Linked DNA regions of Mus musculus: regions 1, 2 and 3 are each linked to region 4. Evidence: chromatin contacts called from public Hi-C and HiChIP or PLAC-seq data. All regions are on one chromosome and are shown on one strand. The core of a region is the stretch at or near the end of the contact, and the rest is flanking DNA. Distances in the headings are between cores, read along the strand shown. Region 1 holds the start of Unc13a (unc-13 homolog A). Region 2 holds the start of Sugp1 (SURP and G patch domain containing 1). Region 3 holds the start of Lpar2 (lysophosphatidic acid receptor 2). Region 4 holds the start of Mast3 (microtubule associated serine/threonine kinase 3).

Region 1 (2,727 bases), core at 94-2,593, 880 kb after region 4:
CCCACCATGGTATCCAGGGAATTCAGTACAAATGTCTCCTGGGCCTGGCTTTCTGGAAGCCTCCTTTCTTAGGCTGCACGCCCTCCACCCCCACAGCTGAGCCTCCGGTTTGCGTCAGAGTTGGGGTGACGCGCCCCCCCCCCCCCGCCCCAGGAGGCAGGATGGGAGGACACGGGATTCAGGGAGCTCCCGAGGTGAGGATCCCCTTCACGTTCAGCTCCGCTTACTTCCCAGGTCTGGAAGCCGCGGATACCCAGTAATCCTGGGCAGTCGGAACCTTCGAGGCACAGGGTCAGAGAAAAGAGTTCCTGCTCCTTTAAGAACACCCGCGTCCAACAGACTAGAGCGATGCACCGCGGGGCGCGGGCGGGCTGGGCCGGGTTTGTGAATGGAGCAGCGAGCGGAGGGGGAGGGGGGGACAGGGAGGGGGAGGGGCAGAGGGGCGGGGCCATCTAGGGCTACACAGCCGCGGAGCTCAAATCCGCACACCGCCGCCCAGGTCTCCCGCCGCCTGGGTTCTGAGGGGATGGAGACTCGCCCTCTTCCTTACACAGCTTCCTGGAGGTGGGAAGGGGAAAGGGAGTAGGGGGTTCACCCCCCACCCTCCAAACCTAGAGCTCACAACGGTATCGGCACGCATCGCTACATGGCCAGTCGGTCGCCCAAGGTCTCCCGCTGTAGAGTTACCTGGCAGCCGTGCCTAGCCCCACCCGGAACTTCGAGGGGTGCAGGGGTCACACCTCTCCCGTTATTCCCTCCCTACTCTCCAAATGCGGAGCGTGGGCCTGGGCGTGGGCCTCGGTGCAGATGGCGTTTTGGCCCCAAAATAGCTGCTCCCCCACATCTCCTTCCCTTCCTCCAGCCCTAGGGGTGAGGCGAAGAGGGAGCCACGAGCTTCCGCGGAGCCTGCTGCACTGTTTAGGGCATACTGGGGATCGGAGAGGTTGCTCCTACGCTCAGTCCGGGCCCATTACCCCTAAACGCCCCACCCTCGCGCGCACGGTCCGCCGTCTCCTCAGCCCCAACCAGGGCCTATAAACCGTCTACACAGGCGCCCCGAGTCCCTCATCCACTCGTGTGAGTGACAGGAAGAGCACCTAGGGCTGATCCAAGTGCGCCCTGAAGCGCGCACCGGGGGTCCCCCTGCTGTGCAGCCCGACTCGGCTCATCCACGCACACCCCGCACTTTTCCCGCGTCCACGCAGAACCTACCTCCCACGCACAGCAGAGACATGACTCCAGGCGGCTAGAGCGCGGCGGGTGCAGCGCGGGGCTCAGGGCTTATGCCGGGGCCCGGCCGCCGGCCATGTCGCTTCAGCACCGGGGGCGCGGACAGCGCCTGACGCGCTCTGACGCTGCGGCGTGGGCGGAGCCGGAGACGCGTGACGGGGCGGGGCCGGGCAGACGCCTTAAAGGGCTCGTAAACTGCGGGGAGTCCAGGCCAGGTCGTATCTGTTTCAAAGCCCTTTGCTTTCTGGCTCAGCCTCGATGAGTATTTCTGTCCGTGCTCCACCTACCTAGGTCTCCACGTTTCTATTTCCTCTCTGAGCCACCTAACCTGTGCTCTTGTTTTACATTCTCCTGGGTAACAGAACTGCTATTTGCTGTCAATTCCCCATCTTCAGTGCCGCAGGAAGCTGTTTGTTTATTGGTTTTTTTGTTTGTTTTTTAATCCGGGTACTGACACTTGCGAGACATGTGCCTTACCTTCCCCGTATGAGGCATATACTCTACCACAGGCACATATCTCTGCCCATTTTATAACTTTACTTCTTGCGGGCCATGGACGTAATAGATCTCTGCGAGTCTGTGGCCATCCTAGTCTGCATAGTGAGATTCTATCTCTAAAAACCAAAACAAACAAAAAACACACGTTTATTGGGTCTGGAGAGCTGCCCAGAGGTTAAGAGCACCAGCTGGTCTTCCAGAGACCCCAGCCTTCTGTTCCTCGCACCCACATGGTAGCTCCCAACCATCCACAGACATGCACAGAAAGCAAAATAAATCTAAAATTTTTTTTATACATTACATTGTTTATGTGTGTAGAAATGAGGCACACACATATCACAGCGCCCATGGAGATCAGAAGGCAACTTTCCAGACTTGATTCTCTTTCCACTATGTGGGTTCCAGGAATAGAATTCATGGCTTCAGGCTTGGCAGGAGGAGCTCACTGGGATATTGTGCAGAGCTTCTTGATTTTTTTCCATGTGTGGAATGTGTGTGTGTGTGTGTGTGTAAGACAGAGTTTGCATGTGCCTGTGTGTGCATGTGAGTATGTTTGTGTGTGTCCATGTGTCTGTGTGTGTGAGTGTGTCTGTATGTGTCTATGTGAGTGTGTTTGTGCTTGTGTGTCTGTGTCTGTATAAGTGTGTGTGTATGAGTGTGTCTGTATGTGTTTATGTCTGAGTGTGTGTTTGTGTATCTGTGTGTCTGAGTGTATGTGTCTGTATCTGATAGTGTGTGTGTATGTGAGTGTGTCTGAGCACACACACCTGTGCATGTAAGCCCAGTGAACAACCCTGGATGCTGTTCCTCATGCACAGGTCACTTATTCATCATTGTAGCTGTTGGTAGCAGTGTCTTACTGGCCCTAAGCTCACAGCTTAGACTGGCAGCTCCTGGAGAAGGGCCTGGAGGTATGTATCAGCAGCTCCTCCTGTAGGCTTTGGAGACAGAATGGCGGCCACCCTGGCACCTCCACTTCCCTTAGGCACCTCAGGAGCA
Region 2 (2,700 bases), core at 50-2,549, 750 kb before region 4:
AAAACCCAAACTTCACACAGTGTGGTCTTTGCTAAATCACTTTACTTAGCTAAGCCTATACGGTTTCACTCTTGAAATAAGGAAGTTTATTGGTTCAGTGAGGATTAGAAGCTCTAACTATGCACAGTGTGGGAAACAAGAATTTTGATCCCCTCCTGAAGGCAATTTACTAGACTGTCTGCAGGTCAGAACATTAAACATCTGAATAGTCAAGGAAACAAAGATAGGAAAATGGCAAAAAAGAGGCGGAGGTGTGGAAGAGACACAGTTGCCATGAGAAGAAACAAGTCTTACTGAGAAGCTGAATGACAGCTACCTCTTGAAATTCTGTGAAGCACCAAGACGTCACAAATCAAGTTGGAGGCGGAGTGGGGACTCTTTCAAAGATGGACCATTTCGTGGTGGGAGAAGAAGCCACCAACAGTGAGACTGACCTCCAGACCCCCGAGGTGCAAGTGACTCTAGAAGCTACTTTCTGCACTTCAGGTCCTCACAAGGCAACAACGTTCAACAAGAGGCTGAAGGCCTCACCTTCCCCAATATCCATGCCACAAGGATCTGGGACTCCAGACCTAGACACCTGACTGTCAGAAGTCCTGGACTTTCAGATTTCCTGCGACCTCGCTTTCACACGTCAGGGAGCTCGCATCTCTTCCTTAGGTAGGTGCTTCTAGGCTGACGCTCTGGGTCCTGTTCCCGCGGCCACCCGACTAGGAGGGTCCCCGATGCAAGCACCAAGTAGCTGAAGAGGGACAACTTTCCCGGTTCCCGGGTGAGAGGGCGTGGCGGAGCCGCGTCTGTCACCGCAGGTGAGGGCGAGGCCTTCGGAAGTCCCAAGCCCGACGAGGCGGAGAGGATCGAGTCCCCGGTACCCGCGGCCCGCCCGCCTGGCCCGCACACTCACCGCCTTCTCCAGGTGGCTGCGCGCCTGCTCGCTGTTCTTCGTGTGGTGGTAAAGCACCGAGCCGAGCTGCAGGTGCGTCCGGGCCTCGATCCGCTGAGGCGGCTTGAAGGGGAACACGGCCTGCAGGCAATGAACGCACAAGCGGATCTTGGGCGGGCTAGATGTTCGGAAGTGCTCGGCGAAACCCAGGAGAGCCAGATACCACGACTCGGCTGCCTCGGCCTGTGCGGCCTGTGCGGCGGCAGCCTGAGCTGCAGCCGCCGCCTGCGCCGCAGCCGCCGCCTGTGCCGCCATCTTGGCCCGCACAACAACAAGCCGCCTCCACAGAGAGGCGGAAGCACCTTGAGGGGCGGGGCCTGGCGACCCGCAATTCTCGCGAGAACTGCTACGCAAGGACTTCTGGGTCTTATGGTGTGTGTTCGAAGTGGCTCCGACTGAGGAAGACTCTGAGGAGAGGATGATACCTCTGCATCATCGTAACTGAGAGTAATACACGTTCGTGAACTGACGCCGGCGTTTCTGTGGAGAAGACGCCCGGTGTCCTAGAAGGGGGTTGGACGAGATTGTCGGAGAAGGACTACATTTACCATCAGACCAAGCGCACTATAACAGAGCCTCCCTCTTCTCAGGTGGCGCCGGAGCATTGTGGGATTGGATGAGTCTCAAGATGGACAACCGGGATGTTGCAGGTAACATCCCCCGACTTCCCTTCGCCGCCCGCCTGGGTTCTCGCGACTGCACGTCTCCTGTTCACCCTACTTTCTGTCACGGACCTGACACGCGGACTTCTCGCCTCAGCCCCAGGGAAACTTACAGTAACGTTGCGTGTGCCCTTCTCTGGTCTGCCGAGACCCCAGACTCGGGTTCGCCCCCCAACCCCCGCCCGTGGCTGAGGAGCGCTCCTGGTCTCCCTCAAAGGCCTGGGCGCCGGGTGGGAACCGCATGGGCTTTCCCAATAAACTGCTCTCGGGCCGGTGGCATCCACAGCGGACAGCCTGGGACATCCCTCCTGCCCCTCCGGTCCCCTTTGGCTTGGGTCCTGCCTTGTGGGAAATGTGCGTTTCCGAACTGCACTGGGTCAGCCAGGGCGGTTTCCCACGGTTACGGGTTTAGCTCTCCCTGTGCCCCTAGGATGAAATGCATTTGCCCATTCACCATATGCTTCCACACTTGCTGGGTGCCAAACGCTGTGCTAAGCTTGCGTGTCAGTGCACCTGGAAGCAAATTTTGCAAAGAACTAGTTCTCGTGACGTGAGGTTGGATGCTGCTAATATATTGAAGGTCAGGGAAGGCTTAACAGTTTTTAAAAATCCATTTGTCTTTATGTCTTTGTGTGTGAGTACCTGGAGCTGGAGTTATAGTAGGCCACCTGGATGTTTGCTTGGATTCTCTGGAAGAGTGACAAGCACTCTTAACCTCTGAGCCATCTCTCTGGCTCCATGAAAAGTCTTTCTTGAGTACAAGATGTTCCATATGAGTAGATGCTGTCTATAGGAAGGCAGAGGTTTCACCACAGAGGCTGGATAGGCCTCAGAGTGGACTAGGATTGTCTCCTTGGAGATTGTTATGAATGAAATGGAAATAATTAGGGGTGTCAACTCTGGTAGTGTCTAGGGAGTCAGTTTTGCTTTCAACATTTAGAATTTAAGGGCTGACGAGATGGTGGTAGTTAAAATGCTTGTTGCCCAAGAGTGAGGACCTGGCTCCCCATCTTCAGTACTCATGTAAAAAAGCCAGATGTACTGTTGTGTGCCTGAAAGCACAGGACTTCGGACTGGACACAGGTGGATTCCTGG
Region 3 (2,700 bases), core at 17-2,516, 970 kb before region 4:
GCTCCTGGCCCTACTACACTTGCAGCAGTAACAGACTCCCAAGTTAGCAGGTGGCTGCAGCCCAGCCCTGTCTCCTTTTAATTTGTTTGTTTGTTTGTTTGTTTTAAGCTAAGTCTCACTGTGTAGCTCTGGCTGGTCTGGAGCTCCCTTTGTGAGCCACAAATCCTCTGCCTCCCAAGTGCTGGCTAAATCTGTGTTCTTACAACCTCCAAATAAAACCATATCCTGCTGCCGGCAGGAGGGCTGACCGCAGTGGTGCTTGCTGTAAAGCCTCACATTTGTTGGACCTCCCAGAGCCACTTAGTGGAAGGAGAGAGCCCATCCCTACAAATTGTCTGACCTGTGCACATGCACAAATAAAAGAAAATTTTAATTTAAAAAAAAAAATCCGCTGGGCGGTAGTGCCACACACCTCTACTTGATCCTAGCACTCAGGAGATAGAGGCAGGAGGATCTCTGAGTTTTATGCCAGCCAGGTGTACAGAGAAAGTTCCAGGACAGCCAGGGCTACACAGAGAAACCCTGTTTCAGAAAAACAAAATAAAATAAGATAAATCTTGTCTGTTCTTGCACATTTGTCTTTGTGCTGGAATGCTGACAATAAGTCACCAGTAAGAGCAGCGTCTTTAACCCTTTATTAAGGGCCAGATGATGGAACCAAGGCTTCTAAACACACCCTGGGAAACCTACTGGCAATTAGTGTAGGGCCTGGAGCCCAAGATGAGTCACTCAGCTCAGTGTCCCTGATCCGGTTCTACACAATCAAATACAACTCGGTGCAGATAATCGGGACAATGGGGCTGTGTGCTGCGAACCGGGGGAGGTCAGGGGAGGAGGCTGCTGCAGGCTCGAGCCAGCGGCAGGCTGGGGCGAGACTTCGGGAAGCAAGGTAGTGCGGCAGCAGTGGGGCGAGGGTCCAGCCGGGAGATTGACCACGGAACAGTGGGGCGGGGCTTGCAGCTCGGTAAAGGATTGGACAGAAACGGGGGGGGGGGCGCCCGCAGAGCCCCCCCCCCCCCCGCTGTGGATCTTTTCAACTGCCAGGTGACTCAGCCCCAAAGGCGCGAAAGGGCAAGCACGTGAGATGTGCGGGGGGGGGGGGGGGGGGGAGTAGAAAGGGTGCCCCACGTGGGAAAAGGGGGCTGTGGGGAGGCGGTGAAATGACCACAGTTTCAGGAGATCACACTTCCGACGTGGGGGTGGGACTTTCCAGGGGGCGGGACACCCCCAAGGGCCAAGAGCTAAGGCAGGTGGGGGCGTGGCTTTGAGGTCCCGCCTCTCCCGCCTCCTCAGCCGGGGGCTCCAGGAACACCGGACGCTGCTGCGCAACCGCTCGGTTGCCCGGCCATGGGTCTCAGTCCTGCTTCAACCCACCGCGAGCCAGCCCCATCTGCCGCTTGACTGGATGTGCAGGTAAGACCAACACCAACCGGTTTAGGGTGGGTGCAGGCCACCGAAGAAAGCGAGGCGGGGCCCCCTCTTCTCCACAATCCTTCTCCTAGCCCAGGGTTGTCTGCAATACCCTCTTTTGTCCTGGAGGCCTTCTTGGCCCTCAGTCCCACCCAGGAATGGACTGCTTTCAGAGCTCTTGCGCGGAATCCTGCCTGTAACTCAACTTCTGGGCGGTCTCTGTCTACTCTGCTCGCGCTAAGTCCCCTCAGTGCCTTGGCATTGCCCTCCGGGTGTTGACCACGGACCTCGCTCTGGTGTGCACACACCCCCTGGCCTCTGCACTGTGCAAGGACCCTGGCACAAGTTTGATCTTCTTAAGGCTAACCCCAGCAGCTCACTCCGCCTTTGTGCTGCCCCAGCCAACCCACCCACGCCCATTGAAAACCACAGGTGTCCAACCCAGTCACGGATTAGTGGCACGTGGCACTGAATTGCAATGTGGATGCATTTGCTCTGGGTTCTTAAGATTTAAAAAAGAAAAGAAAAGCCGATCAGAAAACCGTTTTAAATTGTTATGCCAGCATTCAGCAGAGGCTAGTGGATCTCTGATTTTGAGGCCAGTGTGGTCTCAAAGCAAGTTCTAGGTCAGTTGGGATGCATCGAGAGACCCTGCTTTATGAGTAAATAAATAGAAATTGCTTTTTAAAGGTCACTTTGGCCTTCAGCACAGACTTCTTGCACAGAGGGCCTCTGATCCTGTAGGTTGCACTCACCCAATCTTGATTCTAGTCTCTGGCCACTGCTTTGTTCAAGTGCCCTTCCATCAGGGGCCACCTGCACTGATCTGTCTTCTGTATCCACAGGCAGCCATCATGGGCCAGTGCTACTACAACGAGACCATCGGCTTTTTCTATAATAACAGCGGCAAGGAGCTCAGCCTTCACTGGCGCCCCAAAGATGTGGTGGTGGTGGCCCTGGGGCTGACAGTCAGTGTGCTGGTATTGCTGACCAATCTGCTGGTTATTGCAGCCATCGCCTCCAACCGACGCTTCCACCAGCCCATATACTACCTGCTTGGCAACTTGGCTGCGGCTGACCTCTTCGCTGGCATGGCCTACCTCTTCCTCATGTTCCATACTGGCCCACGCACTGCCAGGCTCTCCATCAAAGGCTGGTTCCTGCGACAGGGCCTGCTGGACACCAGCCTCACGGCGTCAGTGGCCACACTGCTGGCCATCGCTGTGGAACGGCACCGCAGTGTGATGGCGGTACAGCTACACAGCCGCCTGCCCCGGGGCCGTGTGGTCA
Region 4 (2,776 bases), core at 106-2,605:
ACGCAGCTCTGTAAAAGTGTCAGGGAGGGAGCGACAGGAGGGGCCCTAAGGAGGCAGGGAGGGTTTTGGGTAACAGAAGGGCAGTTTGCAGGCCAAGATAGGAGGTGCCGCAGGCAGCAAAGGGCATAGGTTTTAGGGAGCTGAGCCCAGCCTGTCTGTTGCTGCAGGAGGCTCTGTTTTCCCCATCAGGACAACCAGAAGGTGCACAAAATCAACACACCCTGTGAAGCTGGCCTTGGGGGACCTATGCTCTAAGAGCCTGCCTACAGGAGGCCACGCCCCCAGAGTCAGCTAAGCCACAGGTGTGGACACAGTACAAACCAGCATTGAGCTGGGGGACCCACCAACTGTACCTGCTCTTCACACAGGGAAATCGGGGCTACCAGCTACCAAGAGGGTAAAGAATTGCCCCCTAGGCTGAAGTGTGGGTGCAGAAGCGGAACCCAAAGGGCCCTGCAAGACTTCCTGTCGCCCCCCCTCTGCACACGACACACACTGGCAGCCACATCCTCTCCCTGCCCTGCTGTCCCATGGTCCTGCACCGGTAGCCAATGAGACTGGTTGGTTCCTTTCCCTTATGCTTAGACAAGACCTTGAAAACAACCATATTGGACGCCTCAGAGAACCTGGATCATCTCACTTGAGCACACATTAAATGCCAACTGCTTACACTGTTCCTTGCTCTAAAAGGCCTGTAAGCCATGGTAGGCACCACACTATCTCAAGGCCCAGTCGAAGCTTTGGATCGAGCACTCAGGGTCCTTGCATCTCAGACTTTTCCCAACTATGCTAACCTAAATACAGAGAAACACAAGCACAGAGAGGTTGAAGAACTACCTGGAGTCACACCGCACGGTAAAAGCTATCTTACAATTAGAACCTGGGTCGACAGTTGAGGCACCATCTCTCTTGGCCTCTGTGCCTTGCAAAGGAGGACCTGGGCCGAGGAGAAGCATGCCTTCTTGGCTGTAGACCTGCCACCCACTCGTCAGTCTGGGCCATGAGTATTTGCATCTGCGCCAACATTTCCGCTGAGTGTCCAGAACAGACTGCTTCATTCTTCCCAAATTCATCGCTTTGCAAGGCCCGAGTCCCAAGTTCAAATACCGGCGTCCACAGCTAGACCCTGCGCCCCAAGCCGTCCCTACCTTTTGGAACGCTGTAGCAGCGCACCCTTGGCCAGGCGGCTGCGGTGCCCCGGGGCCGCGACCGCGGTCCAGTAGCTGGGGTCGGACATGCTGCCGCCCTCCGTCTGCCCGGGCCTCGGCCAGATCGGCCGGATTCGGCCTGAGCCCCGTAGAGCGGCCCAGTGGCCGCGGGCAACAAGGAGCGCGCGCGGTAGCAAGGAGGAAGCCCGGCTGGGAGCCCCGCCCAGTCACGGGGCGGAGCCTGAGGGGGCGTGGCGTCGTGATGGAGGAGGAAGGGGGGCGAGGCGTTGCTACAGTGCTAGGCGGGGCGTTGCTAGGGTCCCCAACTAAGGAGCTTTTGTTGCTACAGCTCTGCCGGAAGCGCTGGGATGGAGCGCAGTTAGAACCCGCCTGTCGGTGCCCAGCATTGCCAGGGCCTTGAGGGACAGCGCGGGGCGTTGCTAGGGCCCCGAGCAGATCGGCGCGGCGTAGTGGACGTTGCTAGGGCTCTGGGACTAACGTGAGCGTTGCTAGGCCCCCTAGCAGCACAGGCAGGGGTTTGCTAGGGTTCTGAGCATAGGGGGCGGGGTTACCTGGCCGTTGCTAGGGCTCTAGGTAGCAAGGGCGGGGCGTTGCTATGGACCTCAGCAACACAGGCAGGTTGTTGCTAGAGCTCTAAGCACCAGGAGAGGCACCCTGACAGGAGAGCGAGGCGTTGCTATGGACCTCAGCAGCCCAGGCAGGGCTTTGCTATGGTTCTGAGCATTGGGGGGGCGGGGCTACCTGGCCGTTGCTAGGGCACTGCGCGGTGAGGGCGGGGCGTCGCTAGGGCCACAACAAGCAGGTGGGGCGTTGCTAGGGCCTGGACGGCGGAGTAGAGCTTTGGCGGTGCTAGTAGTGCAGGCTGTGACGGGTCTGCCCTCTGACTTGGAGGTGTTAGCCCTGCCTGGCTCTTCCCCTTTCCTTCCCATCTGTATGATGTCTGCGATGAACGCAGTGTGCATGGCCACGAAAGCCATTACCAAAGGCGATAAGTCATATATACTACAAACCAAAGGAATATGTCCTTTTCCCCCAGGTCCTAGGTAGCCAGTGGTCATTCTGACAGCACCCGACTCCCTGGACTTTTAGACACCGGATCAGAGCCTTGCTCGGATTTGAAGCTCAGATCCTATATTTGGTGCAAGAAGATAGCTGGGGAAACTGAGGCACATGCACCCAGGTTTTCCCCAACTCATCCTTGTCAAGTCACTCTGAGACTCTGCCACGTCTCCTCCAGGCTCTTTGCCACGTCAGGCGTTTCCCATGCTGCTGGCTGCAGCACAAACCCATATCCAGTCATTTATTCACTTGATAAACATTTATTGAACACTTACAGTTTACCTGCCTCTGGGACATCTAGGGGTGACTTCAAGGTAGTCCTTGATCTCAGATAAGGAGACAGATGAAGAATGTCAAAGAGTAACTTCAAAGAAAGAGGGATATAGCTGTGCTGGCAGAATGCTTGCCTGGCATGGAGGGCTCCATCCCAGCCCTCACCACACTTTTGGAGGTGGTAACACACACCTGTTGTCACAGGACTTGAGGGGTACAGGTAGGAACTTAAGGCCAGCCTGGACGATATTTCTTTCTCAAGAAATAGCAAAGAA

Evidence for each region. A called contact is a pair of places that touch in the nucleus more often than the background predicts. HiChIP or PLAC-seq counts read pairs in DNA pulled down with a chosen protein or histone mark.
Region 1: a contact with region 4 is called in a Hi-C map of B cells, with 12 read pairs. The contact joins the promoter of Unc13a here to the promoter of Mast3 in region 4. A contact is called at or near these places in 2 of 484 Hi-C or Micro-C datasets (B cells and embryonic stem cells), 2 of 115 datasets of contacts at active chromatin or transcription factors (embryonic stem cells and forebrain) and 1 of 9 other capture datasets (embryonic stem cells).
Region 2: an H3K27ac HiChIP or PLAC-seq map of microglia shows a contact between it and region 4, with 4 times the contacts expected there. The contact joins the promoter of Sugp1 here to the promoter of Mast3 in region 4. A contact is called at or near these places in 1 of 39 promoter capture datasets (liver) and 1 of 115 datasets of contacts at active chromatin or transcription factors (microglia).
Region 3: a FOXA1 HiChIP or PLAC-seq map of pancreatic cancer cells shows a contact between it and region 4. The contact joins the promoter of Lpar2 here to the promoter of Mast3 in region 4. A contact is called at or near these places in 2 of 39 promoter capture datasets (liver and pre-B cells) and 1 of 115 datasets of contacts at active chromatin or transcription factors (pancreatic cancer cells).

What each region holds. Positions count from the first base shown.
Region 1 is chr8:71,670,414-71,673,140 of GRCm38.p6, forward strand. Unc13a (unc-13 homolog A) reads right to left here and starts at 1,344. Exons shown (of 44, transcript NM_001029873.2): 1 at 1,213-1,344. The coding sequence starts at 1,234.
Region 2 is chr8:70,041,488-70,044,187 of GRCm38.p6, forward strand. It overlaps Sugp1 (SURP and G patch domain containing 1), which reads left to right and starts at 1,300. Exons shown (of 14, transcript NM_027481.3): 1 at 1,300-1,593. The coding sequence starts at 1,560. It overlaps Mau2 (MAU2 sister chromatid cohesion factor), which reads right to left and starts at 1,247. Exons shown (of 19, transcript NM_001376946.1): 1 at 905-1,247. The coding sequence starts at 1,198.
Region 3 is chr8:69,821,299-69,823,998 of GRCm38.p6, forward strand. It overlaps Lpar2 (lysophosphatidic acid receptor 2), which reads left to right and starts at 1,267. Exons shown (of 3, transcript NM_020028.3): 1 at 1,267-1,413; 2 at 2,256-2,700. The coding sequence starts at 2,265. Gmip (Gem-interacting protein) reads left to right here. Exons shown (of 21, transcript NM_198101.1): 21 at 1-572.
Region 4 is chr8:70,791,078-70,793,853 of GRCm38.p6, forward strand. It overlaps Mast3 (microtubule associated serine/threonine kinase 3), which reads right to left and starts at 1,356. Exons shown (of 26, transcript NM_199308.2): 1 at 1,149-1,356. The coding sequence starts at 1,237.